2 separate regions of the Athene noctua genome follow, and region 2 is linked to region 1. The links are chromatin contacts, called in public Hi-C maps. All regions are on one chromosome and are shown on one strand. The core of a region is the stretch at or near the end of the contact, and the rest is flanking DNA. Distances in the headings are between cores, read along the strand shown. Region 1 holds the start of TEX264 (testis expressed 264, ER-phagy receptor). Region 2 holds the start of GNAT1 (G protein subunit alpha transducin 1).

Region 1 (6,984 bases), core at 3,009-5,508:
CAGAAGTATAAGCTTTCACTAGCCCACACTTTGGCAAACAGAGAGGCAAGGCACAGTGCCCAAGCATAAGGTCTGCAGGGCAACCACAGGCATGTCCACATCACAGCCTGAGCAGGGCAGCACCAAGCATGGATGCTGAACCCTTCTGATAGCATCAGCTGCCTCACTTCACCCCCAGAGACACCGGGAGAAGCAGCAGCAGCACCATGGTTCTCAACTCCAGATGAGGACCTCGACACAAGGACACAAATTAGTGGCAGAGGAGTTGGCCGTTGTGACCACATGGGCCCTAGCACACCAGGGACTCCCCAAGGCTCCCATCCCTCACCCACTCCAAACATGACACATCTTGCAGACAGAAGTGTCCGAGAACATCTAGTCAAACCCTGCCTCTGCCCAGGTCACACCAGGAGCGAGGGGACATCCTCTTCGCCACTGTCCTCCCCAAGTCAGGATGAGGCAGTGTCTCTCCTCTGCCTCCCGTGATCCAGAAGCAAAAACTGGAAGGTAAAGATAAGACACCTCGCCACAGAATACAAAGACACAAGGTGGCTGAGCGCACCAGGCTGCACCAAGTACAGTCAAGCTCAGTGCTTTCTTGCCTCTGATGTCTTCCAGTCACAGTCCACTCAGCGCAATGTTTTCATGGTCAAGACTAAGCAGGTCCAATACTTGGGAGCACCACCTTGCAAGCAATGAAACAGGGTTCCTAAAACAAAACAAGTCACCCCCAGAGCAGAAGCACTGGGTGAGAACCAGCAGCACAAGCACTGTGTCCCGTGCCAGCCCGCAGCACATGTGCCCAAGCACACACACAGCTGCTGGCCACTCTGCTGTCCCTCCCCCCCACGGCATTCCTCCACGGTCACACTAGCTACTGCAGAATTACTGGGGAGCCAGGCTGTCTGCCACAGACAAATGCCCATATGCCATTATTCGGAGACCCCAGTGCCACCTAGCATCAGCAGCCAGGCTCCTCATCCCCCGCCAGGCTCCTCATCCCCCAGCAAGTTGATGCACTTTTGCTTGCTCCTTGTCCTGCTTTGTACCCGACAGATTATCTCTGGCTAGCAGCCATCAGGCTGGGCACTTTCTGCTCACCTCTCAGACTGAAGAGCATCATGGAGTAACTGTTTCATCAGACAGAAGCCCTCAGCACGCACCACCTGAGGTTTCAGTAAGAACTCTCAGGGGATGAAAGGACTACAGGGAAGCTCAGAAATACATGAGAGCACTAGAAGCAAGAGAAGGAGTACAGATGAGGACAGAGAAAGCTGAAGAGACCATCTGCTTTCAACTACAGAGCTGTAAGTCCAGAAAGAGCCTGGGCTGCAATTCTTGCAGCCAGGATATGTGCCAAGGCATGTCTCACCTTGGGGTCATGAACACTGGCCTCTGCTCCATAACCAGATGCATTATCCTGCTGATAACTTGTTCAGCAGGAGTTATCAGATGATAGCAAGCTTTGCTCACCCAACGCCTTCCAAGGGTTATCCAAGAAGCCACCTGCTTTCAGGAACCCTTCCCCACAGAGCATCCTCTGCAGATCTGGGAGACCTTACGAACCCCAGTGCTCATCTGAAGAGGATGAGCTGCAAGTGCTTGAAATGCAGTCAGGGAGCACCCTGAGCTGGGAACCCAGGTGCTGACCACGCGAGCGTGCCAGCCCCACTGGGCACACCTTACCGTGTGAGGGTTGTCATAGTAGATGCCGATGGAGCAGAGCTTTGAGGAGATGCTGCAGCCATCTGTGAAGAGCTGCCCGGATTCACCATACGGGCCTACCCTGAACTTGTAGGCCAGCGTGATGTTGCTGACAGGCGGGGAGCCGGCACTCACAACCACCTCCGTGAAGAGCCCCGAGTAGACAACGAAACCGAAGACAGTCAGCAGCAGCAGCGTGACCAGCGCCGCGATCAGCCCGAGGAGAACCCAGTCAGACATGATGGATACTTGGTGCTCCATGCTTCTTGATGCACTAGCAGCAAGAGGTAAGAAGAAAAAGGAGGGGAGTTAAGCTAGCACTCAGATAAGCACAGCCACTTCAAATTCCTCTTATGTGTGAAGCTTAAAAGACAGTGGAAACACCCCAGAAACCTCCTGTATATTAGTCCAACGTTGCATCAGCCTGTTCCAATTGGTCACAAGGTACAAATTATACTGCTTCAGCGCCTCTTGGGAATAAGGTGGTTATGGAGCAGGGGCAGAGAGGCACTGTCCTCATCTCCCCAGAACCAGCCACACTGCTCATGTTCAGCCTTGCATCCAGGAGAGACTGAAAACCAGTCCAGGAGCCCACATCACCCAACAGATACACGGCACTGGGTTAAGGATCAGGGGACCATAATCAAATAATTTATCATTTACAGATACCAAATGCAACACTGTGACCAGGGCAGTCCCTTTCTCAAAAAGTCTGGAAGTCCAGGCCTTTAACAATCCAAACAAGGACCACACCAGTTGAGAGCCGAGCCCTGCATCCAGATACAAGCACCCAGAGAGGCTCGGAGAAAGCTGATGACACAGCTAGAAAAAGCATCCCCAACACACTCGGATGCAATTAATTACTGGTATTGCTTTCCAATGGCTTTTTTTTAACCTAAGAGTTTTTATAACCCCAATGAAGGCTTCCTGTTTTGTTTGGCATCTTTTTTCTCTCACGCTGACTGTGGGACACAACAGCCTGGTGAACGCCTCCTGCTCATTTTCACCCACCAAGTGCAACCACTCTGGGGAGTTGCAACCCAAACCACTGCAGGAGAGTTGTTTGTGTTTTATTCTCCCTTGAAACACAGCTCTGCTCGCAAGGACTGGCTGTGACGCTCCCCTGAGACTTTCATGTTTGAAAGCAAAGGTTGAAGTAAACAATTCACCTTTACCTCCCTGTTATTAACACACTTTGCTCAAAAAAAGTCGTTCACAGTGACTGCTGCTTGCTCAGCTTTATGTCAAGAGAAAAGCCACATCCTGGTAGGAACTGTGGGCGGCTCCGCTCTGCTTGACACCGGCTAGCAGGGGTACAACAAAACGAAGCCCTGCAGAGCCGGCACCACCGGCTGTGCTCTTGGTGCCACGGTAGCGCAGGCTGGGCACCATCTCGTACCACGGCCCCACTCACCTGAAAAACCAGCTCAGCCCAGAAACGGCTCACGACATCTGATCCACAGGGGTGCAGGATCCGCGGTGCTGCAGCAGGAAAAAATAAGTATCATTGCTTCCTTTCAGAGTCACGAGGCGAAAAGCAAAACAGTCGGGGCAGAGCACCCGAAAGGCGCCTGGCAGCCTCGGACCTGCTGCCCCGAGGAGGGGCGTCCCGAGCAGCGCCTGCTCCTGCAGGGCCTGGCAGGCCGAGATTTCTCCCCAAAGCTCCAGCTGAGCACACAGGTGCTGAGAAACACTGGAACTGGAGAGGAGCGGTGAAGGCGGACAATGTCCCGCAGCTGCCGCTGCTGGCGCGTCCCACCCCGGCCCGTTCCCCACCTCCCCGGGGACACCGGAGCTGCCCCCGGTGCTGCTCCCGAGTGACCTCGCAGTGGGGCGCTCCCAGCCCTATGGCCGGGCCGGAGCTGTACGTCCATCCCGGCTCCCGGCAGCGCCTCACCTCCTCCCTGTGACCAACACCGGTTTGTGACTTCACATCACGGCTTGGTGATTCTCCGTGAGCTGCCAGCCCAGCACCCAGCCCCAGAGGAGAAATGGGGATTTTGGGCTATTCTTCCCGGTTCCCGCCGGCAGGTGTTTCCCACCTGCATTCCTCCCGGGCAGCGGGAGCAGAGCTCTGCCCGGCCAGGAGGCCGTGCCCGCCCCGGTGCCCGTGCCTGGGGGACGGCCGGCTTTGACCCGAGCGGCCCCAGCAAGTGCCGGCGGCGGGCGGCACCGGCCGGCCGGTTGGAAGGCGCCTCTCTCGGCCCTGCCCGGCAGCGGGAGCGCCCTCAGCACCGGCCTGACCGCCGGAGCGGCGAGGGAGCGGTGAGGGACCCGCCGAGCCGCCGCCCGCCGGCTCCGAGCAGGCCGCGGCCTGGGGGGAACCGGAGCGGCGCTGGCCTGCCCGGGCCCGCCGCGCCTCCGCAGAGACCCCCTCCGCCCCGGCGGCGGCCGGAGGGATCCGAGCGCCCCCCCGCCCTCCTCACCCGGGCTCGCCGGTGACGGCCGGGCCGGAGCGATCCCGGCGCCTCGCTCGCCCCGCCCCGCTCACGCGGGGCCGCCGGGCCCGCCCCGGTGCCGGCAGGCGGCGGCTGCGCGCGGGGGGAAGCGCGGGGCGCGCGCGCAGAGGCCGGGGGAGGGGCGGGGCCGGCGGCGTCGGTTCGCTCTCGCCTGCCGGGGCAGCGGCATACGGGAGCGCCCTGCCGGGGAGCGCGCCCCCGAGCGGGCGGGTAGAGCGAGCGGCAGCCCGAGCCGCCCTCGTCGAGCGGGTCCGGCGGCCGCGGCCCCTCCCGGGCGGACCGGCGGGGACCGACACAGCTCCCGGCTGCCGCCCTTCCTTCCCCTCCCCTCCCTCCCCCCGGCTCTGCGGCCCACAGCCCGGGAGGAGGGCCTGCACGGCCTGGCAGGCCCCCGAGCCCCTGTGCTGGGGACGGCGCCGCCCTCACAGCCAGCTCGGTCCTGCTGGCCGCGAACGGCAAATGATTTCCTTGTGTCCTCCCGCTTCCCCTGCGCTAGGGCTGCGGCACTCGGCACGCGTCCCTCCTGAATGACTCCAGAGCTTCAGGTTCCGTAACAGCTGGAGCCACCACCTAATGGGCTCCTTCCCTCGGGTGCTGGACAAACAGGTGCCCCGATGCTAGAGGACGCACCGGCTGTGCGTCATGGCCTTGACCACAAGGCCTGCCTGGTCGGGGCAGTGGGCAGAGCGGCTCTTCAGCACTGGAGAGGGTTGTGAGCTACTCGCAGGTTCCCACCGGCACATTGCTGGGGCTGTTGCAACCTGGCAGAAACGGCTTCTGCCCCTGTTCCAGCTTTTCCCACTGCCCAGCTGGAAGGAAAACCAGCCAGATAGCTCGGCAGACATGGGCAGCACTAGCCAACAAGGGGGAGCACCATGAGAGTTAAAAAAGAGACATTTGTTATGTTCAAGGATTTGGGGGCTTTGACCAGTTTTTCTCGGCTCATTTGTCTTCCCTCCGCCTGGTGCAGGCATCGGGCACTCCTCGCCAGCAGCCAGGAGACTGACCACTTTCTTTTCCATCAGCTGAGCTTTATTACCCAGAGGGGAACCACATTAACTAGCTGCTGAAAACCCACAAAGCATCAGCCAGCACAGGTGCTAGTCGGGAGCACCATCATCTTGCACGCCCCTCGCTGCCCTGAGCTCTGATGTACTCCGAAAACTTCTGTCCCAAGGCAGCTTCACAGCCTGCTCCTACCTCATGATACCTGTAGGAGCAGGCCCTGTCCTGCGGCTCCCCATGGAGCACACAGCACCACAGAGCACTGGTGCTCAGCCCACAGCCTTTGCCACTTATTCAGACAACCCCTCAGGTCCCCATTTCCTCTCAAGGAATGGGACCAAACACAGTACCTGAAAGGAGTAAGCAGTCTTCCCCACCTCCTGCTCCAAGAGAGACATGCTAGAAGAGCCCAGACATAATTCCCATCCTCCTGTTCTTCCCCCTGTGTAAGAGCAACCTTCACACCTCTCTCTTTACATTAAGGTTTCTCCTGCCTCTTCAGCCCTCTTAGCAGGGTTCAGCCCCCTCTGCTGGTACAGCCAATAACCCGCCTGCCTGAGCCACCTCCAGATGCAGCAAGAAGCAGTGGAGTTTGCTGCTGTCTCTCCTGCTGTGGTTTCACACCCATTTCCCATAGATCCCAACCCCCTTCGTCGGGGCTGTTCGCAGAGGCAGTTCCAGGCACTGCTTTTCACCAATGTGAAGCCAAAGAGCTCATTTATGAACAGTAGTTTGAAATACTGTAATACTTGCCTTTCTCCAGCAACTTCCTAGTGAGAATCTCGAGGCTTTCTGTGACCTGGAATTAGTTGAACCTCAGAGGCCCTCCTTGTATTTGGTGTTACAGCTCCTTTGCAGCTGGAAGAAAATATTTCAGCTTAGTTACGTGTCTCGCCTGGAGCCATGCAGTGAATCACTGGCAGGAAGAGGAACAGAACTCAAAAGCCCTTTAACTGCCAGCTCCGGGCAGCTTTGGCCATCAGACACTTCTCTTTCCTCCAGCCTTGAAGTTATTTAACTCAGCATACTTTTAATACTTAACACTTATGTTTTCGCATTACAACAGCAAATGCTAAAATTAGGATCTCACTTAAGAACTTCATGCCTTCACTCTGAAACTGTACATCAAGAAGAGCTGAGGCAGAAAGATGTAAAACATCTGCTCTCTGGAGGGCTCCCCAGTTCTCCTTACCTGGTCAGCACTGCTCAGCCACATCGCACGCCCACTGCAGGCCTCTGACAGTGTCAGCCAGCCAGGCCAGCTCTCCAGCAGGGTCCTGGGTGTCCAGTTATGGCAGACGTTTTGTCTCAGGAGACTTGTTTGGGCCATACTGGGCCCCACGCATCTCTGATGGGGTACACAGATCGTTAATGGCAGACGGAAATGGAGGTGGCTTGTAAGCAGGAGCTGATGTGGGCAAACTGATCATGCACAGTCCCACCTATCAGGCTCCAGGCAACATTTCTCTATCCACCTCAGCCGCTGTATGGAGCGACTTCAGCTTCATTCCAGCAGTTGCAGTCAGCAATGGTGCTCAACAGGCAGTCACTGCACACCACTCCCTGAGCACTCCACATCAGTGCTCCACACCATATCAGTGGGGCACGTGGTACCTGTGCCAAGGCACTTGGCTCAGCCTGTGGCCCAGACCCTGGCTTCCCAGTTCTGCTCTCATCTGCTGGACCCTCCATCTCCTGCTCCCATGACCCAGCAAGATGTGCCATTGTCATTCCTCTCTCAGTTGCCCTGGGTGCCTTTATCTGCTGGAGGAGGTGAGCTGAGCTTTGTCCAGTTCGCTTTGGATGCCCAGTAAGC
Region 2 (6,984 bases), core at 1,824-4,323, 150 kb before region 1:
GGCTACTGGCGGCACACAGCTGCCAGCCCCCCCCAGCCGCTGGCTGGCCTCAAAGCCAAGGAGCAACAGGAGCAGAAGAAGCCTCGAAACCGCCGGAATCACCAGCCAGAGACCTACGGGCATACATGAAACCATCATCAGGGACTTTGCTAGCACAGTGGTCTATTTTTCCCCCCTTTTAATATTAAAAATATCTATAAATAAATATATATATATATATATACATCCATGCACACACGCACGCAGACACACGCACTCCCCCCCTCCCACAGGAAACAGTATTTATTTGTAGGTTGTACGTAGTCACTGGGGCAATGCAGTCCCCCACATCCCAACCCTGGAGAGGAGTAGGGACCCCCAGGGCAGCCGCAGCCAGCATCACTGTCCCCCCCCCTGCCCCAGGACCCCAGAATCCTGGAGTATGGGGACTACCGGGCGCTGCAGCTGCTGTCTTCGCGTAGCTGGGGCATGGCAACACGCCGGGGGCCAGAGTTTCTGGGTCCCAGTGTGGGAAGAGGAGATGCCATGGGGAGGGGGACAAACACCATCCAGAGGGGGATGAGGCAGAAGGAGAGGCAGCAACAGACAAGGTCTGCCCACCCACAAGGTGAGCACAACCCTTGCAGCTTCGTGCCTCAGTTTCCCCACTTGATTGTTGAAGAGCAAGTGCTTGCCATGGGGAAGCTGCAGACCACCAGGCAAACCTAGGAGAAGGGGGCTGTGGGGCCAGCATATGTGGCCCTGTCTGCTCCTGGGGGGCTTGGTGGGGGGGAGACAGGACCCTGAAGACAGGACCCAGATGTCCAGGCCATGGCGGGTTGGGACTAGGCTGGGGTCTTTGGGTGGGGAAGGGAAGAAGGGGCCAAGCTGGGGTAGAACCTCAAGCAGCCACCAGTGCTCACTGCAGCCACAGGTGTTTGGGGCACCCAGCCCATCAACTGCCCCCTCAGGGCATCCTGGCAGGGTTGGGGGGTGTAAATATTTGTACATGGGAAGCACAAGGGCAGCTGGGGCCGAGCAAGTGCCCCTCGCTGCAGCCGGGGGCACCCCCAAATAAACACTGGCTTTGGGACAGATGTGGGCGCCTGCGTGTGCTCTGTCAGGGACAGGGAGCGGGCAGGCGGGGCCTGCGCTGCTGCCGGGCCCCCTGTCACATAATGCCCTTAACTCTGCCCCTGAGCCCTGCTGAGGGTGCAGAGAGCTGGACTGGAGCCAGGTGGGGAGCAGAGTGGGCCCTGGGAATGCACTGGGAAGCCAAGGGCATTGGATGGCATTAAGGGTGCTGGGGGAGGGGGCAGTAGGCAGGCTGGGGGGGTCACAGGGAGGTGACAGTACAGGGTGGTACTGCCTGGGTGTTAGGGGTACGTGGGGGTGTATGCTGGGCTAGGCTAGTGGCCAGTACTGGGTGTTTTTGAAGGCACTGGGAGCATGCAGAATCAGTACTGGTGGCACTGGGGAAAGTACTGGAGCACTAGGATTTGGTACTGGGAGCCGATACATGGTGGTACCGGGGTTGTGGGGCAGAAGAGGACACTACAGGAGGCACTGGGTGTGATAGTGGGTGATACTGGGCTGTACTGGGGGCACTTTGGTCGTGCAGCAGAGAGTAAGGGTGGTACTGCGCTCCTCTGGGCAGTCCTGGGAGGCACTGGGGTCAGTGCCAGGATGTCCTGGGCTATGCTGGTGGCAGTGCTGGGCACACTGGTGGCAGTGCAGGGCAGTACTGGGAATGGTGGAGTGCTATACTGGAAGCGGTAGAGGGCTGAACTGGGAGTGGTGATCTGCACTGGGGTTGCTGGGCTGCACTGGGAGCGGTGGAGGGCTGCGCTGGGGGCGCTCCCAGCTGTGCTGGGTCCTTTCGCCCCCTGGCGGCCGATATGGGCGCTGCAGGATCCCCACGGTGCGGGGGGGGCACTGGGGATAGCGGGGGGTCGGGACAGGAGGGCACTGGGCTCTACTGGGACACCTGGGGGATGAGCTACGGCGGGGCCTGGGGACACTGGGGCAGAGCGACACAGAGGGGTGCCTGGGGCGTCCCTGGGGACACTAAGTCTTACTGGGGTGGCCACGATGGCAATGGGGGGGACTGGGGACGTGGAAGTGGGGATCTGGTGGCCTAAGGACACTGGGGAGGGGTACGAAGAGGACAATAGCGGGGGACACTGCGTTGGCATGGGAGCAGGGGGGTGGCACTGGGGTGTGCCTAGACACTGGGCAGGGCTTTGTGGGGGGGCTGAGGGGGCCTGTCCTGAAGACCCTGTGGGGGTTACTGGGATTGCTTGGGGACACCGGGGGGATACTGGGATTTCTCCTTAGGATACTGGGGAGTGTTACTGGGGAGGGTCTGGGGGACCCTGGGGAGCGTACTCAAGCATCCTGGAGGATATTGTTCAGGTGTTGCTGGAGGGGCCTGGGGACACTCCCGGGGGGTGATACTAAGCTGGTCTGGTGACACTGGGAGTGTACTGGTGGGTGGCTGGGGACACTAAGGAGTGCACCCAGGGACGGTGGAAGGTCCTGGAAGGAGCCTTGGGACACGGGGTGGAGTGACTGTGGCTGGCATTTGGTCACTGTGGGGGGGTGCCCTCAGGGACACCGGGCACAGGAACCTGGGGACACTGGGATGACTTGCTGTGGGGGCTGTGGGCACTGGTCCAGAGCCGGGGGTGGGGGGAGGAAGGAGGGGGGGGGGGGAATGACCAGTGTGAGTTGGGGACAGTGGGGACATTTTCAGCCACTGCCCCCAGCCCCTGCCAGACCCCAATGGAGTCCCCCAGCTCCAACCCGCCCTGGGGTCCACAGCAGAGCCAGAGCTGGGTGGGGGTCCCACGTCCCTGGAGGCGGCCGGGTCACTGCCCCAGCCTCAGAGCAGGGGCAAAGTGGGGGCTGGCTGGCCTTGGGCCCCCCTGGCAGAAGCGCTGACACCGGGAGCTGCGGGATTGCTGAACTCAGCCCACTGCAGATTTACGGGGGTTTATCCAGAGAGGGCGGGAGGGGGGGGCTAGACTTAAGCCACGGGTGCTGAGCGCAGCACCCCACCGGGTGGCCCCCCGGCACCTTGGTCCTGTCCTTGGCCCACATTGGGTGGGCGGTGGTGGCAGTGGTGGTGGTGGCGGCAGCGGGGCAGTCGGCAGCCGGCACGGCGGGTGCAGGGAAGCAAGGGTTGGAGGCGGCGGGGGGCTGGAACTCGTTGCCCATCCTGGTGCTGACCTCCAAGGAGCGGGTGAGTCACAGGGCTGCGGGGCAGAGGATGGGTGCCGGGGCCAGCGCTGAGGAGAAGCACTCCCGCGAGCTGGAGAAGAAGCTCAAAGAGGACGCCGAAAAGGACGCCAGGACCGTCAAACTGCTGCTGCTGGGTATGGGGGCGATGGGGACACCCTGGGGTCCATCCTTTGTTCCTCTCACCCCAACAGCCCACCCAATGTTCCTCTGACTCTTTCCAGCACCCCTCAACCCAACCAGCCCACCCCAGCACCCCCACCCCAAACCCCAACCAGCTCACCCAACTTTCCCCCAGACACACCCCTAAACTCAGCCAGCCCACCCAACCTTCCCCTGGCCCTCAGACACACCCTCTAAACCCAAGCAGCCCACCCCAACAACACCCTAATTCCCAGGCAGATCTAAACCCAATCCCCCACCTCAACAGCCTACCCAACATTTCCCTGATGCTTCCAGCACTCCTAAACAGAACAAGCCCACCCCAAGAGTGCTCCTCCACACCCTCCCACTCCCAGACACCCCTAAAACCAACCGACCCACCTCAACAGCCCACCCAGAGTTTCTCTGACCCCATCTAAACCCAACCAGCCCAGCCCAACAGTCCACCCAACATCCCTCTGCTTCTAAGCAGCCCTAAACCCAAACAACCCACCCTAACAGCCCCTTAATGTTTCCATGATCCCCCCAGCACCCCTAAAACCAACCAGCCCAACCCTAACAGCCTCCTCAGTGTTTTCTTCTCTCCAAACCCAACTGGCCCACCCCAACAGCCCCTATTCACAGGCTACCCTAAACCAGCTCATCTCAACAGCTTGCTCAACAGCTCCCCACCCCTGCCAGGCACCCCAAACCCAACAGCCCATCTCAGCCCAACTTAAGATTCCCCAGCTTCCAGATATCCCCCAAACCCAAACAGCCCACCCAACGTGCCCCAACCCCCACCCCCCTGACCACAACCAACCCATCTCAAGAACCTTCACCAACACCACCTTACTAGCAGTCCACCACAGTAGCCCCCCCAGCCCATCCGCCTAGGTACCCCCATGTAGCCCACGCCACCACCCCTGTGTCTGTCCCTGCAGTCCCCCAGCACCTTGAGGCCCTCCCAGTCCCTCCCAGATGCCCAAAGAACTGGGGTGCCCTGGACATGGTGGGGCCATGGGTGGCATCACTGTCCTCCTGGCCCAGCCCAGGGCACATCCTCCCACACTGCCACAGGTTTTGGGCAGAGGGTGGTGAGTGGTGGAGTTGCGATGCCACTGTGTCCCCAATCCCTGCCCTGGGTCCCCAAGCACGTCCCCAGCTGAGCCGCCACAGATCCCATTAACCACAGCAGCTCAGTCCAACCTTAATGCTTGCTGGCACCAGGCTGTAATCCTCCTGCCCTGAGCCGTGGACCTGGCACGGCCACCAGTGTCCCCCAGCCATGCCAGGCACCAGGGATCCCAGGGGCCCAGTGCAGGGTGCAGCCAGGGGTGCCTGGGCTCCACCATGACCCTTGTTTTGTCCTCACAGGAGCAGGAGAGTCGGGGAAGAGCACCATTGTCAAGCAGATGAAGTAAGTGCCAAAAGGTGCCACTTGGCCATGCCCCACCGTGCCACATGCCTGCCCCACACCACAGCCACGGGCTGCCCCTGTCCCACCATACCTGGCTCTGCCCCATGCCACAGCTGTGGGGTACACCTGTCCCTTAGTGCCTGGCTCAACCCCACGGTGCCCAGTTTGGCCCCATGCTGCACCCATGAGTGCTTCCATTCCCCAGTGGACCGCTCAGCCCCATCCTGCACCCATAAGTGCTCCCTACCCCACAGTGCTCACCTCAGCTCCATGTTGCACTCATGGGTGCGCCCCCGCCCCATGGTGCCCAGCTCAGCCCCATGCCCCCCTCCCTGGTCAGGATCATCCACCAGGACGGTTACTCGCTGGAGGAATGCCTGGAGTTCATCGCCATCATCTACAGCAACACGCTTCAGTCCATGCTGGCCATCGTGCGGGCCATGAGCACCCTCAACATCCAGTACGGGGACACAGCTCGCCAGGTGAGGAATACCTCATGCTGGGCAGGGGCGTCCCCCCCAGCCCCCTGACCCCACTGAGTCCCTCTCCTTCGTAGGACGATGCCCGCAAGCTGCTGCACCTCTCAGACACCATCGAGGAAGGCACCATGCCCAAGGAGATGTCAGACATCATCGGGCGGCTCTGGAAGGACACGGGCATTCAAGCCTGCTTCGACCGTGCCTCCGAGTACCAGCTCAACGACTCGGCTGGCTAGTATGTGGGGTGGGGGGAGGGTTTGGGTGGGGGGTGGAGGGTATCTGGAAGTGCCGACCCATGTCTCATGCCCACCGCGTGCCTGTCCAGCTATCTGTCAGACCTGGAGCGCTTGGTGACCCCCGGCTACGTCCCCACAGAGCAGGATGTGCTGCGCTCCCGTGTCAAGACCACTGGCATCATCGAGACCCAGTTCTCCTTCAAAGACCTCAACTTCAGGTGGGAGCTGTGCCCCCAGTGAGGGCTGGTGCTGGGGGGAGGGCAGGGGGCAGGGGGTGCTGACCCCTCCTTGTCCTGCCCAGGATGTTCGATGTGGGTGGTCAGCGCTCAGAGAGAAAGAAGTGGATCCACTGCTTCGAGGGGGTGACCTGCATCATCTTCATCGCGGCCCTCAGCGCCTACGACATGGTTCTGGTGGAGGATGACGAAGTGGTAAGGAAGGCTCAGGACCCCATACCCCCTCCGCTTTGTCCCCATCACAACGTAGGGGTCACCGTGGGGTGACGGGATTTTGTCCCTCCGCAGAACCGCATGCACGAGAGCCTGCACCTCTTCAATAGCATCTGCAACCACCGCTACTTCGCCACCACCTCCATTGTCCTCTTCCTCAACAAGAAGGACGTCTTCCTGGAGAAGATCAAGAAGGCCCATCTCAGCATCTGCTTCCCCGACTACGATGGTGAGGGTGCTCTGCCACCGGGTGCAGGCGGGTGGTGGCGGGGTGCTGGTGAAGGGTTGGGTGCCAGCACCCTACAGCAGCCACCCACCAGGTGGCCCCAGCACCCCACGCAAACAATGCTGTGCGGGCCTTGCTCACCGGCCAAGCGAGGTTTGCCCACCCGGGGGAGCGCGGGGTGACACTAACCAAGACCCATGGAGGCGGGGGGAACACCAGCCCAGGAGGGGACCCCACTCACTGCCACGTCACCAGGTCCCAACACCTATGAGGATGCCGGCAACTACATCAAGCTGCAGTTTCTGGAGCTGAACATGCGGCGGGACGTGAAGGAGATCTACTCCCACATGACCTGCGCTACTGATACCGAAAACGTCAAGTTTGTCTTCGACGCCGTGACCGACATCATCATCAAGGAGAACCTCAAGGACTGCGGGCTCTTCTGAGCCCCAGCCCCAGTGTACCCTCCCCAGCCCAGGCCTCCCCCTCCCCTGGGGCCCAGCCCCATCGCTGCCCCCACCCCACCTCCCCAACCATTTCCACTTGCCCCAAACCCCCGGGATTTGACTTACTCAGCCCCAGAGCCACCCCTGGGTGGGGGACACAGCCTCCCTTCCCCTCCCCAGCAGCCCTCCCGCTGGCCAGTGCTGTGGGGCACCCAGTGCCACTGGATGCTGGGTGTCCCTGGGGGCTCTAGGTGCTGGGGGGCAATGGGTGGCCCTGGGTACTGAAGGGTGCTGGATACTCTTGAGTGCTGGGGGGTCGTGGGTACCCCTTGGAGTTGGGAGGTGTGGGGAGGTCCCTTGGGCACTGA

What was found. A called contact is a pair of places that touch in the nucleus more often than the background predicts.
Region 2: a Hi-C map of liver shows a contact between it and region 1, with 5 times the contacts expected there. The contact joins the promoter of GNAT1 here to the promoter of TEX264 in region 1. A contact is called at or near these places in 2 of 2 Hi-C or Micro-C datasets (heart and liver).

What each region holds. Positions count from the first base shown.
Region 1 is chr10:16,875,636-16,882,619 of bAthNoc1.hap1.1, reverse strand. It overlaps TEX264 (testis expressed 264, ER-phagy receptor), which reads right to left and starts at 4,258. Exons shown (of 6, transcript XM_074913959.1): 1 at 4,131-4,258; 2 at 3,119-3,186; 3 at 1,687-1,978. The coding sequence starts at 1,965.
Region 2 is chr10:17,020,861-17,027,844 of bAthNoc1.hap1.1, reverse strand. GNAT1 (G protein subunit alpha transducin 1) reads left to right here and starts at 3,073. Exons shown (of 8, transcript XM_074914075.1): 1 at 3,073-3,356; 2 at 4,738-4,780; 3 at 5,121-5,262; 4 at 5,337-5,494; 5 at 5,585-5,713; 6 at 5,797-5,926; 7 at 6,020-6,173; 8 at 6,426-6,984. The coding sequence starts at 3,251. The coding sequence ends at 6,616. It overlaps SEMA3F (semaphorin 3F), which reads left to right. Exons shown (of 18, transcript XM_074913975.1): 18 at 1-205. The coding sequence ends at 129.